Linked DNA regions of Mus musculus: regions 2 and 3 are each linked to region 1. A link is a contact called in public promoter capture Hi-C data. All regions are on one chromosome and are shown on one strand. Each heading gives the region's core, a stretch centred on a gene start, on an enhancer-like site or on the middle of the called end of the contact. The rest is flanking DNA. Distances are from core to core; before and after follow the strand shown.

Region 1 (2,727 bases), core at 100-2,599:
ACCGGATTAGAAGATGTGGATTGCGTCCGGGTCCCGCGGAGGGCCGTCTGGCCCCAGAGGACAGAGGAGCGGGCTGGCCAAGCTGCCCAAGAGGCGAGATGTTGATTGCGCCCAGGAAGGTAGTCCTGAGTCCGAACTCCCTCTCCTGGGCACCCACCTGTCGGCCTACTCTGGTGAGCATCACTCAGGTCGCTGGGTCAAACACACACACACACACACACACACACACACACACACACACACACACACACACACACACACACACGAACACCTCGATCCAAGTAGGTTCCGAGCCTGTTGGTCACCAAGGACACCTGACACCGCCCAACCACGAGAGTTGCCTGAGTTCTGGACTTTCTACACCCGATCTCTAATTTCGGATCTTTGAGCCCTAGTTCCTGGTGTCACTTGCTGCAACCGGGATAAAACCAGTAACGACTTGTTTTATTTTACGCCCGGTTCTGGGCAGAGCGTTTCTGGGGGAGATGGGGCGTTGTCACCTAGTCCCTTCTATAAGTCTATCAAAAAGGTCTTACGATTTCTAAACTACAGATGGGCAAACTGAGACTCGCAGGTGCTCAGTGGCGCAATCCGGCCCACGCCCTACCCTTTTTACCCTCTACCATTAGAGGTAGGACCGACCGGAAAGGCGGTGGCCCCTGGTTCCATTCCGATCGCGCCACTAGCGCTGTGCTGAGCCTGCCCACGGAGAAACAATTAATCCCAGTCTCTGGACGATTCTTGATGCTCAGTCCCCGCTGCAACCATCGCGCGCCTCCCGGCCGTGAGCCCTTAAGTGCTGGCGAGGCCAGGCTTGCAGCCTACCTTGCGCCTGGAGGCTGCGGATGATGTCCGCCCGAGGCAGCGGGTCTCGGTAGAGGCTCAACATGTACGCCAGAGGGGACGGTGACGAGGGCTGCCCCCGTGTCCACAGAGGCAAAGCGGCCGCGGTCGGGGCGCGCGGGTGGAGTAGAGCCCAACAGGCTTGAAGAAGAAGGATGCGGAGGCTGTGGGCACTCATGGTGGGCTGTTTGGACCCGCAAACAACACCAGGGTCCCTTATATCTGAGCCGCCGCCGCCCCGCCCCTTTCCCTCCCTCCCTCCGGAGAGGCCTATAACCTATAGGTTAAGAACTTATAACCACCCTGGAGGGGCAGGGCAGGGGAGCCCCTGCTGAGGGGAGGTGTGATGTGCTGAGAAAGACTACAGAGAAATTGTGGCGGGGGGGGGGGGGGGGAGTTAGGGGTGCATACAGACTCTGAGTCTAAACCGCCCCGCACCTTGCCCCTCTACCTCGGGAAGTCTCCCTGCTGAGACAGCGGGCTAAGGCTTGCTCCGAGTGAAGCTTGATGAGCTAGAGGTGTGTTGGAGCCCTGGCTGGCTTCAACCCCAGAACCACAATAATGGCTTCCTTACTCTGCCTCTTCTGGACCCCTCGCGGTCCTCTCCAGTTCATCCAAAAACAGGTAGGGAGTGCTGGGCTAGGGGCCAGTCCTCTCTTCTGGGTAGCACCAGGCTAGCCTGAGCTACATCCTTCATTGGCAAGGCCCCTAGGTAACTAGGGGTTATTGAGAATTTGAAAGAACAAAGATTAGCCGGGTATGGTGGCGCACACCTTTAATCCCAGCACTCGGGAGGCAGAGACAGGTGAATTTCTTTTTTTTTAAGATTTATTTATTTATTATATGTAAGTACACTGTAGCTGTCTTCAGACACTCCAGAAGAGGGCGCCAGATCTCGTTACGGATGGTTGTGAGCCACCATGTGGTTGCTGGGATTTGAACTCCAGACCTTCGGAAGAGCAGTCGGGTGCTCTTACCCACTGAGCCATCTCACCAGCCCAACAGGTGAATTTCTGAGTTCGAGGTCAGCCTGGTCTACAGAGTGAATTCCAGGACAGCCAGGGCTACACAGAGAAACCCTGTCTCGAAAAACAAAACAAAACAAAACAAAACAAAAGATGAGCTCTAGGGACCTTGTTCTTGGTGACAAATGCCAGCTTCAAATACCAAAGTGCCCTCCTGGGGAGCAAGGGGAATAATTACTGGAAGCTGAAGGCCCAGCTATAGGGAATCTTGATTCTTGGTGGTTTGAGGGTGACAGGTCCTTACCTGCTTGCTATGGGAGTTTTTGAAGGTGGAAAAGAAAAGCTGGAGGTTTGCTGGCTGCATCTCCTGCCTGCGGGGCAGAGCCCTGGGACATCTCAGTCACTCTCCAGACCTGCTGACTTTGTCTGCCCAAGACAGAATTAAATGTCTTTGGTTTTTCTCAAAGTAACTGTCCTCAGTCATATTTCTTGTTTATGAGGAAATTCAATGTAACAAATATGCCATACGCGTAAGGCTTAGGGTAAGGGGTGGTAGGGCAAGGGGTGGTCATTCTTTCACGCTGCATAAATGATTGAGTTCTTAGGAAGGGAGCCATTGAGAAGAGAATTTGCAGGATGGAAAGATCCTAGCCTTTGTGTTTTCAAAAGGGAAGGCGGGATAGAAATTACCTTTAAAGAAATGTAAATTCCTGTCCCAAAGTCCGCCCCCATGTTTTCCTCCTCCATGACTAGTTTTCTCTTAGTTACTCCCCACCCCCACCCTGCCCCCTTCAAGCCTCCAACTAGCACATTAGCAGCTGCCTAACATTTACTGAACACCTACTATGTGCTGGGTACTTTACCCACTTGGGCGCTCTCACAAGTTGCGGGATGAGCAGGTGCTGGAAGCAGAGGGAGA
Region 2 (2,727 bases), core at 152-2,651, 250 kb after region 1:
TACACATACATCCATACACACACACCCATCCATACACAATATATTGCCACACATACACACACCACACACCACACACATACATCCATACACATACACAAACACACACAAACTCATTCTCACACATTCATCTACACATACAGACACATCAAAAAACCACACACCATACCCACACACTCATACACACCCATACATACATATACCTAAACTCATACACATCCACCCCCAAACACACACACAAATTCCCAGGCAAACAGAATTATCACAAACATGAGATCAAACAATAAAATAACTAAGGACATTTCCCTAGTGGCATTTTAGGGACAAGGAGGAGAGCACACAGGAGATGAGTTAGTGGTGGTGCTGTGGTCCTTGAGCAGGTGGCTCTTACTCAGCTCAGTGCATTTGTAAGTAAACCAATGAAAAGAAATGGATGAAAGACGACAGATATCAAAGCCAGAATTATGGTTAAATCTACAGGCCCTATGCAAGCGTTGGGGACCTGGTGCAAGTGAGTTCTGAGAAAGGTGCTGGAACCACAGATATGCAAGGCTCTCTGAGATGCCTCGGTGCCACCACCATCAGGTTAGTAGTAGGTGATGGGTTGGCTTCATTTGAGGCTGCACAGTCAAGGGCCAGCATAGTCATCTGGCTCACAGGCTGCTGATCGGTTGTCTAAAAAGAGTGAGCAGGGCTCCCTCTTCAGGAAACTCCATGCATGTATCATTGATGGTAGGGGCTGGGGTTCTTGGATGTTTCATGCTTGAAGACAGGGCATTTGAAAGTCCCTCATCCACCCGCCTACAGGAAAAAGTGCTCTTTAGAATAGAAACTCTCAAACACTCTTGACCATTACAACAGCAAGAAATCCATTTTTCCTTAGGTCTAAATTCGTGTGTGTGTGTGTGTGTGTGTGTGTGTGTGTGTGTGTGTCTGCATGCGTGCATGCCTCCGTGCCTGTATGTGTCTGCAGTGGTCATGGGAGTAGTCTGAAGCAGTATCTACATGTAAGATGTACGAGTATACTTGCATCTTGATTTTTTTTCTTCATGAATGTTAGACATGAGCCATTAAATTCTTCAATAAGATTAAGAATCAACACCCACCTACAAGGGTCAGTAGGACCTAGGAAGAGAGACAGATGAGGTCACTGCAGCCCATCCCTGCCCTCCCCTGCCTCTGATCCTGGGCTCGTTGATAGTCAGTTACAAGAGATCTGAAGGGAGCCACCAATGTAACCACAGGAACCCTCTTATCCCCCCACAATTCCTTTGTTGTCACCTGGAGCCAGATCCCATTTCATTCCCTACCCTCCTGAGAGGGCCCTGAACTCACCAGGAAGATGTCCACTATAGCATATGAGCAAGAAGCCCCTGGTGCCTGACCAAGATGGAGAAGAAGACTAATCAAGGGTAAGGCTTGTCGGAATTGTGGGCAAACCTGTTGCTTTGTGACTATGCTGAGCCCAGTGGTTGCTAGGTTACCCCTTCCCCACAACTCCAGAACATAGCCCAACACCTTTCTCCCCCACCACTGTGGAGTTCATCTTTCCCCTTCCTGGGGAGTTGGGGGTAGGGCAGGCAGACAGCTCACAGAGGACTCTTTCTTATCCCTTGAAATTCCTCCTCTGCTTCTTATCCAAGCACTTCCAGTACGGACCCACACAAGTAGGTTAACTACCCAGTCGAACCAGTCAGAAGGTGAAAATCTGTCCAAGGTCTTGCCAGCTTGCCAGAGGTCGATGCTGCTGTGCATAGTTGAGCCTTTGGGAGCTTTGATTCTTGGGATCAGTCCTGAGGGAGCTATTTATTTCTTAGGTAGAGAAGAGGAACCCAATCATAGGATCTGGTGGGTCCCTGTGGCTTCACTTGAAGGGCTGGCAGGGAGGGAAGGTTAAGGTCTTCAGTTAGCTAAAATGCCTGTGTTGCCAGGGGTATGGAGCGCAAAGCACCTTGTTAAAATCCCATTCTGCCATTTATCCTGTTGTGATTTCAGAGAGTCTACCCAAAGGCTCTGAACTTCATACCTCTAGTCCTATCAGAGTTCCTGCTAACACAGGAATGACATAAATGTTTATAAAACCAAGTTCCTGATCTCATAGGAATAGTGGATGCTTATTTTCTACAATCTCCCCAAGTTTCATCTAAATCTAACCAGTTAGGCACATTATATACAGTTTTCTAGCATATCTGCATTTTTTTTTCCAAAATTTTGCTCAAGAGGTCAGGCTCGGGGTAGGGTATTAATTACTCTTAGGGGCTCAGGTCTGGTAGGGCTGAAATGGGGTCCCCACTTATTGTCCCTTGGAAATCGACTTAACACGCATGAAAGTGCTTACAACACTATGTGGCTTCAAATCTGATCTCTTACCGATTACTGTGTAGGCTGGGGCTGGGGAACGAGTGCTGTCGCCTACTCCGGGCTTGCTCTGAAGAATAAATGGATTGTTGTGAGTAGAGTGCCTAATGATGTGCATGCTGGAGATACTCTAAGAGGGGGGCTGGGGAGATGGCTTCGTCTGCAAAGTGTTTGCCCTGCAAGCGTGAAGGCATGAGTTCAACCTCCAGAACCCTCGTGTCAAAAAAACAAAACAAACAGAAAAGCTGGGTCACAGTGTTGTCACACCTACAGTATCAGCACTGGACAGATTTAGCTGGCTCCCTGACACTCTTGGGTCATTAGCTCAGTGTGCTGGGTAGATCCTCATTTGTTTTATCATTATTTTTAAAA
Region 3 (2,727 bases), core at 78-2,577, 140 kb after region 1:
CTTCAGGGCTTGCTCTGTTGGGGGCAGGAAGGAGTTGCTGGAATCTGGCCAGGGTGCCTGGGCTTTCTAAAGGAATCTTCTCTGGGATGGCTTCTCAGGAGGGAGCAAGTGAGCTATCCTTATGTCACTTGCCACATCTGTTCCCAATTTACAGCTTGGAAGACTGAGGTCCTGGGAAGTCAAGCCCTTATCTTAGAACCACTTCGATTGGCAGAGCTCTGGGGATGAACCTCTGTAGCCTACAGCCTGGTCTTCTCCTTGACTCTCCTTCAATACTGACCCACTTCTTGTCCCATCAGCTTCACACAGCCCCCCCCACACACACACACACCTTGTCATGACCTCACAGGTCTTTAAGAGAAAGACTTAACATTTATTCATCTGGTGGTTGGTTGGTGACATTTCTAACTGAGTGCTTCCATGTTACCTGGAGTATAATGGGTATCAGCTCTCTGAGCTGACTTCAGAAATGAGCTGGCCACCCCAGACCCCAGCATCATTTCAAAGCCATAGCCACAGTTAAACACAACAACAAAATCAAAATAGCAAGGCCAATCAGATCCTCCCTGCTCTAAGTTTCCACCTGTGAGTAGTTTGAATTCGAGTCTCATTGCAAATTATTAAGGACATACTTGTAAAGTGAAGCAAGAACATGGGGTTTTCTGTTGGGCTCTGGGCCCTGACTGTGGAACTGTTCTCAGCGAGCTGCCAAGACAGCATCTGCTCAGCCTGTGGACGCTGTGTTCCTTGCACTACCGTGCTCAGTACTGTGACAGGGGTGGACACGCTGGGTGTTCATCTTTTGCGTGCTGTGGTTAACAATTATGCCACAGATGAAGAAACTGAGACTCAGCACCAGGATTTCCATACGAGCAGTTGGGCTGTAAAGCCTTGCAGCCCCCCCACCCCCTCATATCGTTGTGACCTGACAGTCCACAGCGCTATCATCTGCAAAGTGGGACGATTCAAGGGGTCAGGAGCTAGTTGGGCATCCTGACAGGGGAGGGGGAAGCTCCCAATCTGCGCCTTCAAAATTCAATGGGGACACTCCTGGGTGCGGTGGCTCTGGAGTAGTCACAGAGCCTGCAAACGGGGAGGAGCGGCTATGGGAAGAGGATCAGGCCGTGACTCCGGAAAGCTCTGGCGTCTGAAGGGACGATCACCCCGTACGCCGGGAGCCCCTGCGCGGGCTCCGCGTGGCACTTCCGATCCGGGCCGCATGCCTTAGCTCGCCAGGCCCGCCCCCGCCCCCGGCGCCCGCGCCCCCCGCCCGAGCCGCGCGCCCCGCCCCGCCCGTGTACCCGCCCCGCGCCCCTAGCCCGGCTCGCCGAGTCCCTGCGGCTCGGGACAGCGCGGGCGGACTGAGCTACCGCCGCTGGAGCCAACAGTGAGGGCGCCGTGCTGGGGGGCCGGGAACGGGCCAGCAGGAGGCGGAGGCTGCCGGCTGCTCTGCGATCCGGCAGTCCCGGGACTCTGACTCCTGGAGGTCCCCGTCCCCGCGCAGCCACATGGCTTGGCTCCGAGCTCTGCTCCACTGCCTGCTGCCCTGGTACTGCGCGCTCTGTGCCGCCGCCGGCAGTCAGACCCCAGGTGCGTGCGGGCCGGGCGCGCGGGGACGTGGGGTCTCTGGGGGTGCTGGCGGCCAGAGTGGCTCCTGGATGCAGGAGCCAACCAGGCAGAGTTCGAGGGGAGTGGAAGGCGGTGCGCCTGGTGTGGGTTGAGTTGCTTAGCTTTGGCTGCTTCTAGTAATCCCTGTCCCTTTCCTGTCACTGGAGGTAGTGTGACCTGCAGGAGAGGATTGGGAACTCTTCCAGTGAAGAAAAGTCACAACCCACCCTTCCCCTCACCACCCCAACCCTCCGCCATTGATCTTTCAATGCCCTGTCTCCACTTGTGGGATTGTTTGCACGTGCGCCTCTGAGTGTGCATGTCTAAGATGTCTCACACAGAATCAGGCTAACAGATGATTGCTTCCCATAGAAGAAAACTGTGGGCACTCTTGCTTCTGACCAGTAAGAAGTTTGTACCCTAATTCTCCTCCATAGCATCCTCAGACACTGTAGACCGTCTCCCAGGAAGAGAGCAGAGACATACCACACACATCTCACAGCACGGGTACCCTTCAGGTGCTTTTAGGCAAACAAGAAAAGGCTCTAGTTATTTCCAAACAGGGTTCATGTGCCCAAGTGGGACCGGTCTTGCGCAGTTTTGGGTTCTGCAATCTTAGCTGTCCAGCTAAGAGATAAAGGAGCACCATACTCCGAGTACAGTGTCCTGGGGGATCTCAAGGGTGCATCCTTCCTTTGTGTGTGTTTTATCAGTGCTGCGAGCTGAGGAGGCAAGAAACGGAACTGTGGAGAGTGAAAACTCCTTCCAACTTGTGTCCATGAATCACCAGGCCTGGAAGCCAATGAGCTGTCTTTTCTGACTGGCCGTTCACAGGGAGAAAGCTGGGGCGGGTGAGGATGGGGCCCACTGGCAAATGGCCTACAGCCTGGGGCCATGACCTCACACTTAAGTCAGCCCAAGTGGGCAGGTCACCCCCTGTGTCTCTTTTTATTTTGGAAGCTCTATATTTATCCTGCTTGGGGCTGGACAGTGCAGAAATCTCACAGCCACTGTGATGCTTTAAAAAAAATCTTTCCTTTCTAACCTCGGAAAAATATATAACGGTACATTCCCTCGCTTCCTCCTCCAGCTCCTCCTCTCTCTGTGTCAAGAGCCAGG

The links. Promoter capture Hi-C pulls out the DNA fragments that hold promoters and counts their contacts.
Region 2: a contact with region 1 is called in a promoter capture Hi-C map of liver, with 4 times the contacts expected there. The contact joins the promoter of Tbata here to the promoter of Nodal in region 1. A contact is called at or near these places in 18 of 39 promoter capture datasets (the 3T3-L1 cell line, 3T3-L1-derived adipocytes, HPC-7-derived erythroid cells and 11 more), 1 of 484 Hi-C or Micro-C datasets (Kupffer cells), 5 of 115 datasets of contacts at active chromatin or transcription factors (embryonic hindbrain, embryonic stem cells and stem cell-derived neural progenitor cells) and 5 of 9 other capture datasets (adipose tissue, embryonic stem cells, liver and 2 more).
Region 3: a contact with region 1 is called in a promoter capture Hi-C map of liver, with 2.5 times the contacts expected there. The contact joins the promoter of Adamts14 here to the promoter of Nodal in region 1. A contact is called at or near these places in 8 of 39 promoter capture datasets (the 3T3-L1 cell line, cranial neural crest, embryonic stem cells and 4 more), 1 of 15 datasets of contacts at CTCF or cohesin (embryonic stem cells), 10 of 484 Hi-C or Micro-C datasets (brown adipocytes, cardiomyocytes, cortical glia and 5 more) and 2 of 115 datasets of contacts at active chromatin or transcription factors (both in embryonic stem cells).

Annotation. Positions count from the first base shown.
Region 1 is chr10:61,416,594-61,419,320 of GRCm38.p6, reverse strand. Nodal (nodal) reads right to left here and starts at 1,349. Exons shown (of 3, transcript NM_013611.5): 1 at 826-1,349. The coding sequence starts at 1,021.
Region 2 is chr10:61,170,638-61,173,364 of GRCm38.p6, reverse strand. It overlaps Tbata (thymus, brain and testes associated), which reads right to left and starts at 1,401. Exons shown (of 10, transcript NM_001017433.2): 1 at 1,333-1,401.
Region 3 is chr10:61,272,019-61,274,745 of GRCm38.p6, reverse strand. Adamts14 (a disintegrin-like and metallopeptidase (reprolysin type) with thrombospondin type 1 motif, 14) reads left to right here and starts at 1,327. Exons shown (of 22, transcript NM_001081127.2): 1 at 1,327-1,590. The coding sequence starts at 1,509.